2 separate regions of the Drosophila melanogaster genome follow, and region 2 is linked to region 1. A link is a contact called in public HiChIP or PLAC-seq data. All regions are on one chromosome and are shown on one strand. The core of a region is the stretch at or near the end of the contact, and the rest is flanking DNA. Distances in the headings are between cores, read along the strand shown.

Region 1 (5,170 bases), core at 2,005-4,504:
AATCGAAATTAACTTCAAATATGAAATAATTTTTGTGTTTTTAACGCGCGCTGCCCCGTGGATGATAACTGCGCCCGTCTGGGGGCGGTCAAAAGAGCGGGGGCGTGGCCCGGGCTTCCAACTTATAATTGGAAAAATAGCCGAGAGTTTGTGTGTTTGTCTTGGTGCCTTTTTTGTATTCAGCCACCCGAGTGTTGTAAAAAATCGTAATTACAAAGTTAATGTTCTTTGGTGAAAGGATTAAATTGCTAGTTTGTCCAGGGATATCGGAGTTGGGGCAATTGGAAAAGTAAGTGCCATGGGAACTCGTCCAATGCCACAGGATACGTAGGGGTTCTCCGTATATTCTGAATACGAAAAATCCGACAGCCTGCTTGTGGTAATGGTACGATTAATTGGTATTGATTGCAGTCAGCATTAACGAAGGGAAAATCAGTTAAAGCGACTCAAAAGATAAACATTCTATACTCAGATACATTAGAAATGCACAGCTTTCAAAAGCAATTCAAGTGAAAGACGTATTATAGCAGGAGTGCAGCCGTAATAGAGGAACCTACCTTTGCAGGACTTGTCGTGTAGTTCGCGATCATCCTCGAGCAGCGTCTGGAACTTGTGCTGCAGATTGGAGGCCGCCTCCTGCACCGTCCTGGCCTCATCGTCCTTGGGCAGCAGGGTCTGCAGGTAGGCGTACATGTCGCCCTGCTGGATGCGGATGCGCTTCTTCTCCAGATGCCGCACGAACTGGGCCTCGCTGGGCGTCAGGAAGAGCACGGCTCTGCCCTTTCGGCCCGCTCGAGCCGTTCGACCCACGCGGTGAACAAAATCGGCGGTGGTTTGCGGCGGCGTGTACTGCACCACCAGTTTTATGTCGGGAACATCGATGCCACGACCCACCACATCGGTGGCCAGCAGGACGCAGCTGGCGCAATCGCGGAAGCCACGAAAAACGCCCTGCCGTTCCGTCTGCGTCATGGAGCCATGTAGTCTGTGGAAGAAACAAGCACTTAGGAGGTGCAATTCATTACAAAACATCAAAGCAACTCACTTGAAGAAGCGCAGACCCTGCAGTAAAGGTATGTCGCCGTCGTCATCCGAATCACCTTTCTCCTGCTCGTCCTCCTCGTCGAGAACTCGCCTGGTCAACGCCTCGTTGAGCATGTCGTGATGGAAGTTCACCATCTCCGTGGTGCTCATGAACACAATCGCCTTGAACTGCTTGGGACTGGCGTCCACTTCCTTGGCCAGCAGCGAAGACAGTGCCACCAGACGTAGTTTTGGCGGCACCACCACATAGCTGAGCTGCAGGTTCTCGGGAATACTCAGCACACCCGTCACATCCTCCTGGTACTCGCCCAGTCCGTCGTCCACCTCTAGCAAGGCTTCTATGGTCTCCTTTTGGTAGCCATCCTTGCTCTTCAGCGCCGCACTCGCCGCCTCGTCGCTGTTGTCTATGTACAGGGGATTCTTGAGGGTCAAACCGGCCAGCTGTTGGACCTGCGAAGTCAAAGTGGCACTCAGCAGCATCCTTTGCAGCTGGGGAAGCTCCTTGTCCTCGCACTCCGCACGCTGCTTGTCAATGGCCTCCACCAACTGCTTGACATCGCGTTCGTAGCCCAGCTCCAGCAGGCGATCTGCTTCGTCCAGTATGAGGAACTGCAGTTTGGTCAGCTTGAAGGAGGCCGTGTGCAGCAGGTGATCCACCAGACGACCAGGTGTGCCTATCAGTATGTTGATGCCCTTTCTTAGCCTGGCCTTTTCGCTTTTCCTGCTCTCGCCACCCAGCAAAGAACCGGGCACTATCCATGTGTACGGCTTGACCAGCTTCTGGATGAGTTCGTATGTCTGCATCACCAGCTCCCTGGTGGGTACAATCACCAGGGCCAGCACGCCATCCTTTCGCTGTATCCGTGGCTGCTGTTTCTGCAACAGTTCCACCAAGGGTAGAGCATATGCCAGGGTCTTTCCCGAGCCCGTCTGCGAACGTACGAGCACATCCTTGCCCTGGAGAACTTCGGGAATGGTCTTCTGCTGCACGCTAGTTAGCTCTCGAATGCTAAGCAGATCCTCCAAGTTCTTTACAGCATGAGGATGCAGTCCCAACGTGGATATTTTAGAGCCTGTAAAGATGGTCTCCTTGACGGGCTTCACCGCTCTTTGGCCCAGTTGCTTGAGTGCCTCCACGTCGCTTTGGTCGAAGAGGCCGATCTTCTTGGTGCGAAAACGGTTTGTGGACGAGGTTTCCTCGGCTTTCGGTGGTTTCTTCGCGGTTTGTTTGGGTTCCTTTTCTTGTCCAGGAGATTGTGCACTGGATTCATCTGGTTCCTCATCGGATGTTGCAGATTCTTCGCCGGATTCGCCGGAATCCTCAATATCTGATGACTTTTTGGACTCCTTAACGGCTGAACTCGGTTTTACCCTCGGAGATCCCCCTCCTGAGTTGTTCTTCGCATCCTCCTCATCGGCGCTGGCTTCCTGATCCCCTCCTCCCTCTTCACGACGCTTTTGCCGCCTCTCCTCCTCCAGTTGAGCGCGGAAAAGGTCACCGGGCGTGGGTAATTGATTTGGATTTTTTGGCTTTTTGTTGCTCTTCAGCGCCCGCGTGATCTGCTCTTCGCTGAGCTTCGTCAGTGGCTTGCCCTGCCTCTGTTTCTTGCCCAATCTTTCGGCTCGTGTGATTTTTGGCTTGGCTTTCTGGGCAACCACCGGCTTTGTGGTCACATTTAGCATGAAATCGTCGCCTAAAACGCTCTTAACAGGTGGTTTCGTTGGGCTAACATTGAACATAAGATCATCGTTGGATGCATTTGCTTTGGGGGATGCTGAAAGAGTGGAAATTGCGGATTTGCTGGAGGAAACTGAAGGCGTCGGCGATTTCGTGGTATTGGGAACTGATGAATTTGTAGGTTCAACTTTCGAAGGAGGCGCCCTTCTTCGCACAACGATTGCCTTGACTTTGGGCTTGTCCACATTGAATTGAAAGTCGAAATCCTGGGATTTCTGTGCACGTTTTTTAACCGAAAGCGCGGGCGACTGCTGAAATCAAATATACAATATATAAACACCACTTGAATAACATAGACATAGCCACTAACCTGTTGATTTTTCCGAGCCGACGACTTTACAGTAACATTCAGTGATATATTTTCCACCATTTTGGCACAATTGATGCTCGCAACCAAAGAAGAATCGCGAAACTTTTGTAAATAATAACGAATTGAATAAAACGTGCGTGGCTCTTCTTCTTCGTTTGCCACTCACAGCGAAAAGGTATGGTTACATCTGTTAGCGCGCCAGTGCTACCCATAGAAAAGCACATAGCGCTGCCAGATGAGGAAAAAAAGAAGCATAAGCGCTAAATTCAAATTGCACAATATATCGTTTAAACATCTTTAGTTGAATTTGGCAAAACACAAGAGCCCGTTATATTTAATATTGTATATTAATATATTTCGTATTTGGCAAATTCAGTAACATGTTTGTATTTTAAAGTAACTTTCTCTAAATATAATATGCTTACAACGAGTTTCGCACGCGACATTTGACGACGACCAACAAAAAAAAAAAAAAATAGTTTCACGCATTCAACTGCCTTGGGCAGCGAAGCGCATGGGGTTCCGTAGTAATTGTGGTTTTTGGTGGGTGGTGCTGGGTGGAATGGGCTGGTGGTTCTGTGGTCTGGCGGCTGGGTGGCCCTGGTGGTTTACATACGTGGGTGTCTGCTCTCCTTCGTTTTTCACATCCATGTGGGCATGTCAGCCCCAGCTGCGGGCACAGATGTCGACCACAGACCAATGCATGACGGTGACGGCTGCCTGTGATCCTGCTGGCGATGGTGATACTCCCCCGGGACTGGCCTCAGGAACCCCGACAGCGCTCTGCGATTTGCCAGCTCCCTCCTCCATGCCCATGACCTCATCCCGGGTATGCCCCTGCTGCTCCGTCGTTTGGCAGGCCGCGTACAACAACTATGCGGTCACGTAGTACTCCCGCTGCCTCTTCTGGCACTTCTCGCGCGCAATGTAGCACAAGGCGATCGTGATCAGGAGCACTATGGTCACGCCCATGCCGATGCTTACCCACATGATCTCCTCGTTGATGCCCACATAGGAGCGTCCTGGAGAAAACATAACATAACATACAATAAATCAATGTTAGGGGAATAATCCACATACAGAACCCACCATTGTAGTAGTGATTGGAGTAGCCGGCCTTGCCAGCCACTCGACCCGCTGGCATTTTGCGAAAAGTTCGGGTCAAGTAATAAATAAATGTGCGCGCCCTTTATTTATGTTTGGCTACTTGGCTCGCTGGCCAGCAAAGTTTCAACGGGCTATTTGTTGCTATTGCAGCTGGTTGGGATATTTTATTGGGTTTCTCCTTCTGTTCTTCAATTTCTTTGCCCTTGTTTAATTGGAATTTATGTGTGCAGGCGCACTCTTCGCTTCTCAAGGTCTTTCGGTGGCGCCAGCAGGACCTGAAATTAGCGAAGAGAAAACAAAATTAGAGTAAAATCATTGCTGAAGTTGATATTTTGTCGCGTTTTGAGTGCCATTCAAATTTGCGCGGGCTGTAGTGTTTTGCAGCACTGCTCTGCCCGTTTTACATCACTGCTGAGAAAGAGAAAGAGCACTGCTGTCAGCTGTTTTTAAGTAAATAAACATATTAGTTTTCGACGATTTGATTGTTGCTTATTTGTGGAGTTTCAGGTCAAAATTAATTGTTGGAAATTGTAAGATGGATAGTTTGGAGTCTAAGGAACTGGCAAGCATCAGCAAAGTGATGGAAAACAATGATAAAGCGAGCGAAAATGACAAAATCACCGGCATTACCACCGAAGAAGAAGAAGAAGTTGTTCCCGTGAAGAAGAAGAGAACTGAAGAGGGAGGGGGTGAGCTTAAGGAGGTAGCATGCGAGAAAGAGACAGTGCAACGCGAAAAGTGCCAAGACAAGAACACCTGTAGATGCTGTAAGTCCATCTCTTTCTCTGACACATATATCAGTCTCTATTGCACTATTTGTTTTTTAGGGAAAAGTGAACTTTCATTTTATTGAAATAAATATATTCAACTATTATTTACTACTTTTAAAGTAGTAAAAAAAAAATTGAATAGAGTAAGCGACATGGGTTTTTGTTAGTTCATAATAACAACCTTATCTTTAAAGCTCTCTA
Region 2 (5,809 bases), core at 1,705-4,204, 210 kb after region 1:
AAAACGATAAACTTGACACGCACCGATAAAAACTAATCATTTTAAAATATCTTAAACCCAGTTGGGTTAGCAAAACATTTTCTAAATAAACTAATAGCAACACAGTTAACATTGCGTATACGTTATTTTATTACTCATACGCACAGTGAAGAACCAGTTTTGAGCATTGTGGGTTTATTTTTTTGTTTGCATTGAATTCTAGTAACACGAAATGCTAGCGTGTGAGGAAAATCCAAAGAAATACGGTCCACCCCAGAGAGTGCAAGTAGTAAGTAAGAGCAAGAAGGCAACCTCAGCGGCTCCCCTGCTTCCTACAGCTATCTCACTCGCACTTCCCCGTGCTACCCACGTATTTAATATGCACACTATGCGCTTCAAACGGTGATCGTGAATTAATTAAGGTGGAAACACACACAAACGCCCGACTGACCGTGAATAGTTTGTAGTGGCGGGGTCTTCATTTTTGGTAATCGGGTCAAGGTCACCGCCGAACGATAGAACTCTTTTATTATCTAATCAGTCGGCGACCGACTTTTCATGCCATTTTTCGTACTTTGGATTTGTACTTTTGGATTTGGTAAAAGGATACAATACGTAGGCGACCACGACGCCAAACATCACTTCGAAGTAGTACATGTCCTTGTAGCGATCAAGGACCTTGGCTAGCATCTTAGCATCTTGGATATCACGCGGAATTTTCAAGTGTTGTTTCTCCGACCTGCAGAAGTTGGGCAAGAACAAAACCGAGACGAGGTGTAAACACAGTCTATGTATATATGTATATATATACAAATACTTCATATATCGGTGGCGTGACTCGATGTGTGTGTGTGTGTGTGTGCGAGTAAACCCTCTCGCCAGATAGCTCTGTAATTTCAGCCATTTTCCAGTCAAATCTGGCTACTCAACTGGAGCTTAATTGAAATATTTCTTAATTTACAAATTTAGATAAGTTTGGTTGCTAGGGACTGGTATATAATATTACTATTTGATTAACTATCTAAATAGAAAACCATTGTTATTTATTGAATACTATACTTTAATAACTCTTTGTAAATAGTTCCTATCTTTACTGCCCAAAAACGCCTCTTAAATGGAAGCAAACTCACGATATACAGATAAGTGTTTTTATAATGCCGTAAAAGGTATCATGATTTGGTTACTATTTCAATTACTTTATAATCACTGTATGCCAATGCAGTGAAAAGGCACGAACACAAAAAAGAACAACAAAATAGATAAGTAAAATTTCACAGCATTATCAATAAGAATAATGGGTCTGCCAAGGGACTTTGAAAAAGATTAGAGGGATCTGCACTTATAGTTTTCAACACGTTACGTTTGCTGATCAAATTTGACAAAAAAAAAACAAAGATTGTTCTCTGACTTGCTGATTCCATGCAAATCAAATTCTGATGAATTCAAATTGATAGAAGTATATGTACACAAACGTCTTGAACTTTAAACAAAATAAGTTTACTCACTCACAGAACCAGACTATCAAATAACAATCCGCTTTAGGTAAAGTTTAAAGATAATAATAATCGTGTGCAGAAAGTTTTTCTTATGCAAAGCGTGACATTTGAGTTAAGTTACTTATTTAACATGGCTGTTATAGTAAATATTTGGACAATTAAATGGCCCTTTTCTCACTACATACAAATAGTTATGTCTGATCTAGCCAATAATAAGTATTTGCAATAAGAGTTTTACATCCTACAAATGTAATATCTATGATATTTAAACATAAAATATTGTTTTAGAAGCGAAATGGAGATAACTAGCATTAGGTAAATGACTACCTAGCATATCTAATCATAGTTGGATGTAGCCTAGCTATTTTAAGCGGATCATTGGTCGACATCTCTGCTCGCAAATCAAGCGAGACAAGCTAAGCATACACACACACACACATGGAGGCCACTTAACACCTTACAGGTGCACGAATGCGCAGGGGACACACATTTGTGGCGCTTTAGCACCAGAAAGACCCACTTACGCGTTGAGCTCGGGGAATATGGCGTACACATAGCACATGGTGACCAAGCTGGCCACAAAAATGCCCGCTACGATGACCAGGGACTTCTTGGTGGCCTTCTTCTCGTCTGCGGACATGGCCTGCTTTTGCGGAGTGGCCTGTTGTTGTTGCTGCTGCTGCTGTTGTTGCTGTGGATTAAGATCTTGTTGCTCCTGTGGCGGCACCTGTGGCAACAGTGGAGTAGCCACCTGATCCGGGGAGTGTTCCTGGAGCGCCTTTGCCCTGCCATTGCGCATTGTAATCCCCTCGTCAGCGGAAATGGCTAGAAAAAAAAAACAGAGACATGCAGATGTAATATGCATTCCAAAGCAGAAGTGGTGGTGGTGAACAGAATGCACGGACTAAGGGTTAATAGTCGTTTTTGGCTTCACGGGCTGCGCACTAGCTGCGGGTTAATCACCGTTCCTTCGCTCAGCTGATAAGTAAAAACAACTAAAACAGCACACTCACCCACACCACTGCAGTAAGACATTGTGGCTTTGACACGATGTACGTAAGCCCGAGTTGAAGAAGGAAAATTTAATAAGCCTTCTATATCCGATTTTAATTCACGATTGACTCATTTAGCGTCTAGGCTATTTATCAATTGTTAATGCTATTTGTGTGCCTATTTGCGCGCCAGTCACAATTTGTTGTTCTTCTCTCTATCCGCGTGCCTATGCGTATGTGTATGTGCGTGTGTCTACAACAATGAATTTAATCAATATAAAAAAAATAGGAAGTTGGCTAAAACTGCGTTAACTAGAGTAATTGTAGTTGACTACTGCGCTAATAGCAATTTTTTTAAATTTTTTCTATTGCTTTTCACTTTAGCCGACTTTTTCGGCGAACGATCACGCTTAAAAGTCAATTTAAAATAAATTAATTTCAGAAATTTCCGTCACGACCAGTGTGGCCGAAGGCGCAGTGTTGATTAAGTCCAAGCGTGTACACAGCTACCGCACAAAACTGAACGTGGGTTTCTAATAAAATCTGGTCATACTGTCATATTTAGCGCCACTTTTTAGTTTCTCTAAATTTTATTTATATTTTTTAATGTTATACGTAAATAAAAAAATGTGAGTGTCTGCATAAGCAAGTGAAGTACTTTTTTTGTATCTATAAATATCAACATAATAGTGCCCTTTTTCTTTTTGCCAAAAGACTCCATATTAATTACCACCTCCATGAAATACTGATAGAAATAGTGGAATTAAACAGTGCACTTTTTATTTTGTATGAAAATAGATTTAATAAAAATCTCATCAATATATTTAACATTCTATAATGAAACTACGACCTTCAGTGGGTAGCAAACGCATTCACGAAACTTAAGGGATTAGGTTAACTTGTTTTCATGTAAAAAAAAAAGTACGTTGGTATCTAGTCTAGAATCTGTTAGGAATCTGCTGTTGTCTTGTTTTTGAGCTGACGGTATAGCTGAACCATTTTGCTGCGCTCGGTTTCAAGCATTGACCTCGTAGCCAAGGGCAGATCTTTCCGCTTGCCCTTCATCTGGGCCTTGGTGGGTGCTTTGAAGGCGCTCTTAGATTGGGCAGCCAGCTTTAGTCGACTGCTGTCGTCGTCCTCCGGCCCACGATTTGACTGACCCTGGTCGGGATTCAGCATGGACTTTAGAAGGAGATTGGCTTTGCGTCCTGGACGCGGCACGGTTTCACTTTTTTCCGCTTTGCGCGGCAGGATTTTGAGGGAAGGTGGGGCATGGACGATCTCACCAAATGCCACAGCATCCTGTTTGAATTCTGTTGGCCCGGCATTCTGCTTCTCCTCGGTATCAACCTCTTGCTGGGCCTCCTTGTAGGCCCTCTTCACCAATTCGCGACTGGTCTTCGCATCCATGGGCTTGTGTACGACTTGAACCTTTTTGCGACCCCTTTTGCCCGCCAGCCGTTGCTCCTTTTGCTTCTGCTTGAGCAGCTCGTCGATCTCGTTTTTCGGCCTCTTTTGGACAGTAATCTCCCCGGTTTTGGGGTTTCTGATCACGTTCACACCATACTTGGCCTCGTAGTGGGCTTCCCGTACGGATGCATTGGTCATGCGATTCACTCGGCGCAGATAATCCTCGTCCGTTTCGTTGGCGAACTGCTTGATGTTACGCGTTTCCTTTGAGGAGGAACTACTGCCAGGCTTGGATCCTGGAGAGGATTTGGGCTTATCCTCCCGTCCAATTTCGCCCAATCTTAGCTTCTTGCCCGATTTGGTGGCGTTGGCAAGCTGCTGAAACTGACGGAACTTAAAGGACACCTGCTGCTCATCCTTTTTCACAGGCGGATTGTTCGTTACTTTGGAAAGTCTGAAATGTGAAATGGTGCAGATATTAGTTTAGCTGCCTTTTTCGACTGACTTGCCACTATGAACAAACTTCTTCTCCTTCTGTTCCAGCTGCTTGAGGGGATCACGGACGCCGTGGTGCTTGCGCACGGGAATCTTTCGTTTCCGAGCCATTTATTTTGGGTTTTGGTTCAATTTTTGTAAAACAAACTCGTGGTATCGACAGCATGGGTTAAAATACTAAGCGCGATGCATGCTGACAAATACCAAAACAAACCATAAATATACCAAATCGATTAAAGCTTGGACTCAAACCATTGGCGCCCAGAATTACAAATGAAATATTAAAGTTAAATATATATTAGATTAAATATATAAATGTATTTTACACTATGTATTGTATTAAGTAGTCTTCATATTCCCCTATTTTATAATATACATTTTTAATAAAGATTTATATGCTGTAATGAGAAAAGTATTTTATTGCAAGTGGTAAAATTTACTGTTTGCAGTAAAATTAAATATTTAAAGTCACGAATTTGTCTTAATTTATTGTTTTATTAGTTTATAAGCAACGACAAAATGAAGAATAAGTCTGAAACGGCACTTTCGAACTGAATACGTATGATTTAAATGTACATATGCATATTATGTACGCAAATTAATTTCATTATAAAGCTACAAATAATTTAGCTGAAGTGAAATTTTTTTTGATTGCAAATGGCAATGAATGAATAAGTATCTGGATATTAATTAATTGTCCGTTCTTATAAAGAACATACATTAATTTTTGACCAAAATACGTTAACAATTTAAAGTATGTACGCCGAGGCGGCAGTAGGTGTAACATCATTATCATCGCTGAAGTTCAGCAGGTAATCATCGTCAAAATTGTTGTGGGGCGAGCTGAATCGAAGTGATTGATCATCAAAGTTGTTGAATGTGGACGACGGATGCTTAAAGTAATCCGGCATTGGTTGGCTCATTGGGAACTCCTCCTCCTCCAATTTTAGTCGCTTGCAAGGCGGCGCCTCGTTTTCATCGCGATTGCTACCATAGTTCATAAACTGGGTTGCAGTAAAACGATTAAGAGTGCCCTTGGAGGTGCTGGGTATATCGTCGCTGGCCCAGGAAGATATGTTTTTGAAGGGAGAGAGAGTGTCGACTCTAATTATTTGTGGTTTATCGGAAATTTCATTGGATAGCTGCTCATCAGTCTTCGGGTTTTCGCCGATTTTTACTTGTTTGGCCGCATCAGCCGGCTCCTCCTCTCCTGAAGCCTCCCCTCCGGATTCCTTGTCATCCGATACGGATTCCTCGACTTCTGAGCCAGATTTCTCATCATATCTATCCTGTTCTAGATGCAAAACCTCTTCTGACTTTTCTACTTTTACCTCCTGCTCAAATCCTTCATCTTTCAGCGCCATTTCGAATTCTTCTTCTGATATTTCCTCAAAATCTTCGTCTGTGGCCTCCATTTCGTCACTGTCCTCTTCTAAT

What was found. HiChIP or PLAC-seq counts read pairs in DNA pulled down with a chosen protein or histone mark.
Region 2: a contact with region 1 is called in an H3K27ac HiChIP or PLAC-seq map of the Kc167 cell line, with 4 times the contacts expected there. The contact joins the promoter of stas here to the promoter of CG8611 in region 1. A contact is called at or near these places in 6 of 107 Hi-C or Micro-C datasets (the Kc167 cell line, the S2 cell line, cellular blastoderm embryo and 2 more) and 1 of 6 datasets of contacts at active chromatin or transcription factors (the Kc167 cell line).

The regions. Positions count from the first base shown.
Region 1 is chrX:17,418,891-17,424,060 of dm6, forward strand. CG8611 reads right to left here and starts at 3,255. Exons shown (of 5, transcript NM_176749.2): 1 at 3,093-3,255; 2 at 1,046-3,033; 3 at 558-985. The coding sequence starts at 3,152. CG12994 reads right to left here. Exons shown (of 3, transcript NM_144231.2): 2 at 4,182-4,474; 3 at 3,430-4,114. The coding sequence starts at 4,236. The coding sequence ends at 3,966. CG46464 reads right to left here. Exons shown (of 3, transcript NM_001382168.1): 2 at 4,182-4,474; 3 at 3,430-4,114. The coding sequence starts at 3,908. The coding sequence ends at 3,753. ENGase (Endo-beta-N-acetylglucosaminidase) reads left to right here and starts at 4,701. Exons shown (of 4, transcript NM_132987.2): 1 at 4,701-4,966. The coding sequence starts at 4,735.
Region 2 is chrX:17,624,941-17,630,749 of dm6, forward strand. stas (Stasimon) reads right to left here and starts at 2,955. Exons shown (of 4, transcript NM_132997.3): 1 at 2,489-2,955; 2 at 2,000-2,300; 3 at 590-718. The coding sequence starts at 2,510. It overlaps CG8326, which reads right to left and starts at 4,552. Exons shown (of 2, transcript NM_132998.2): 1 at 4,401-4,552; 2 at 3,224-4,331. The coding sequence starts at 4,483. The coding sequence ends at 3,416. corolla (corolla,) reads right to left here. Exons shown (of 4, transcript NM_132999.3): 4 at 4,851-5,809. The coding sequence ends at 5,122.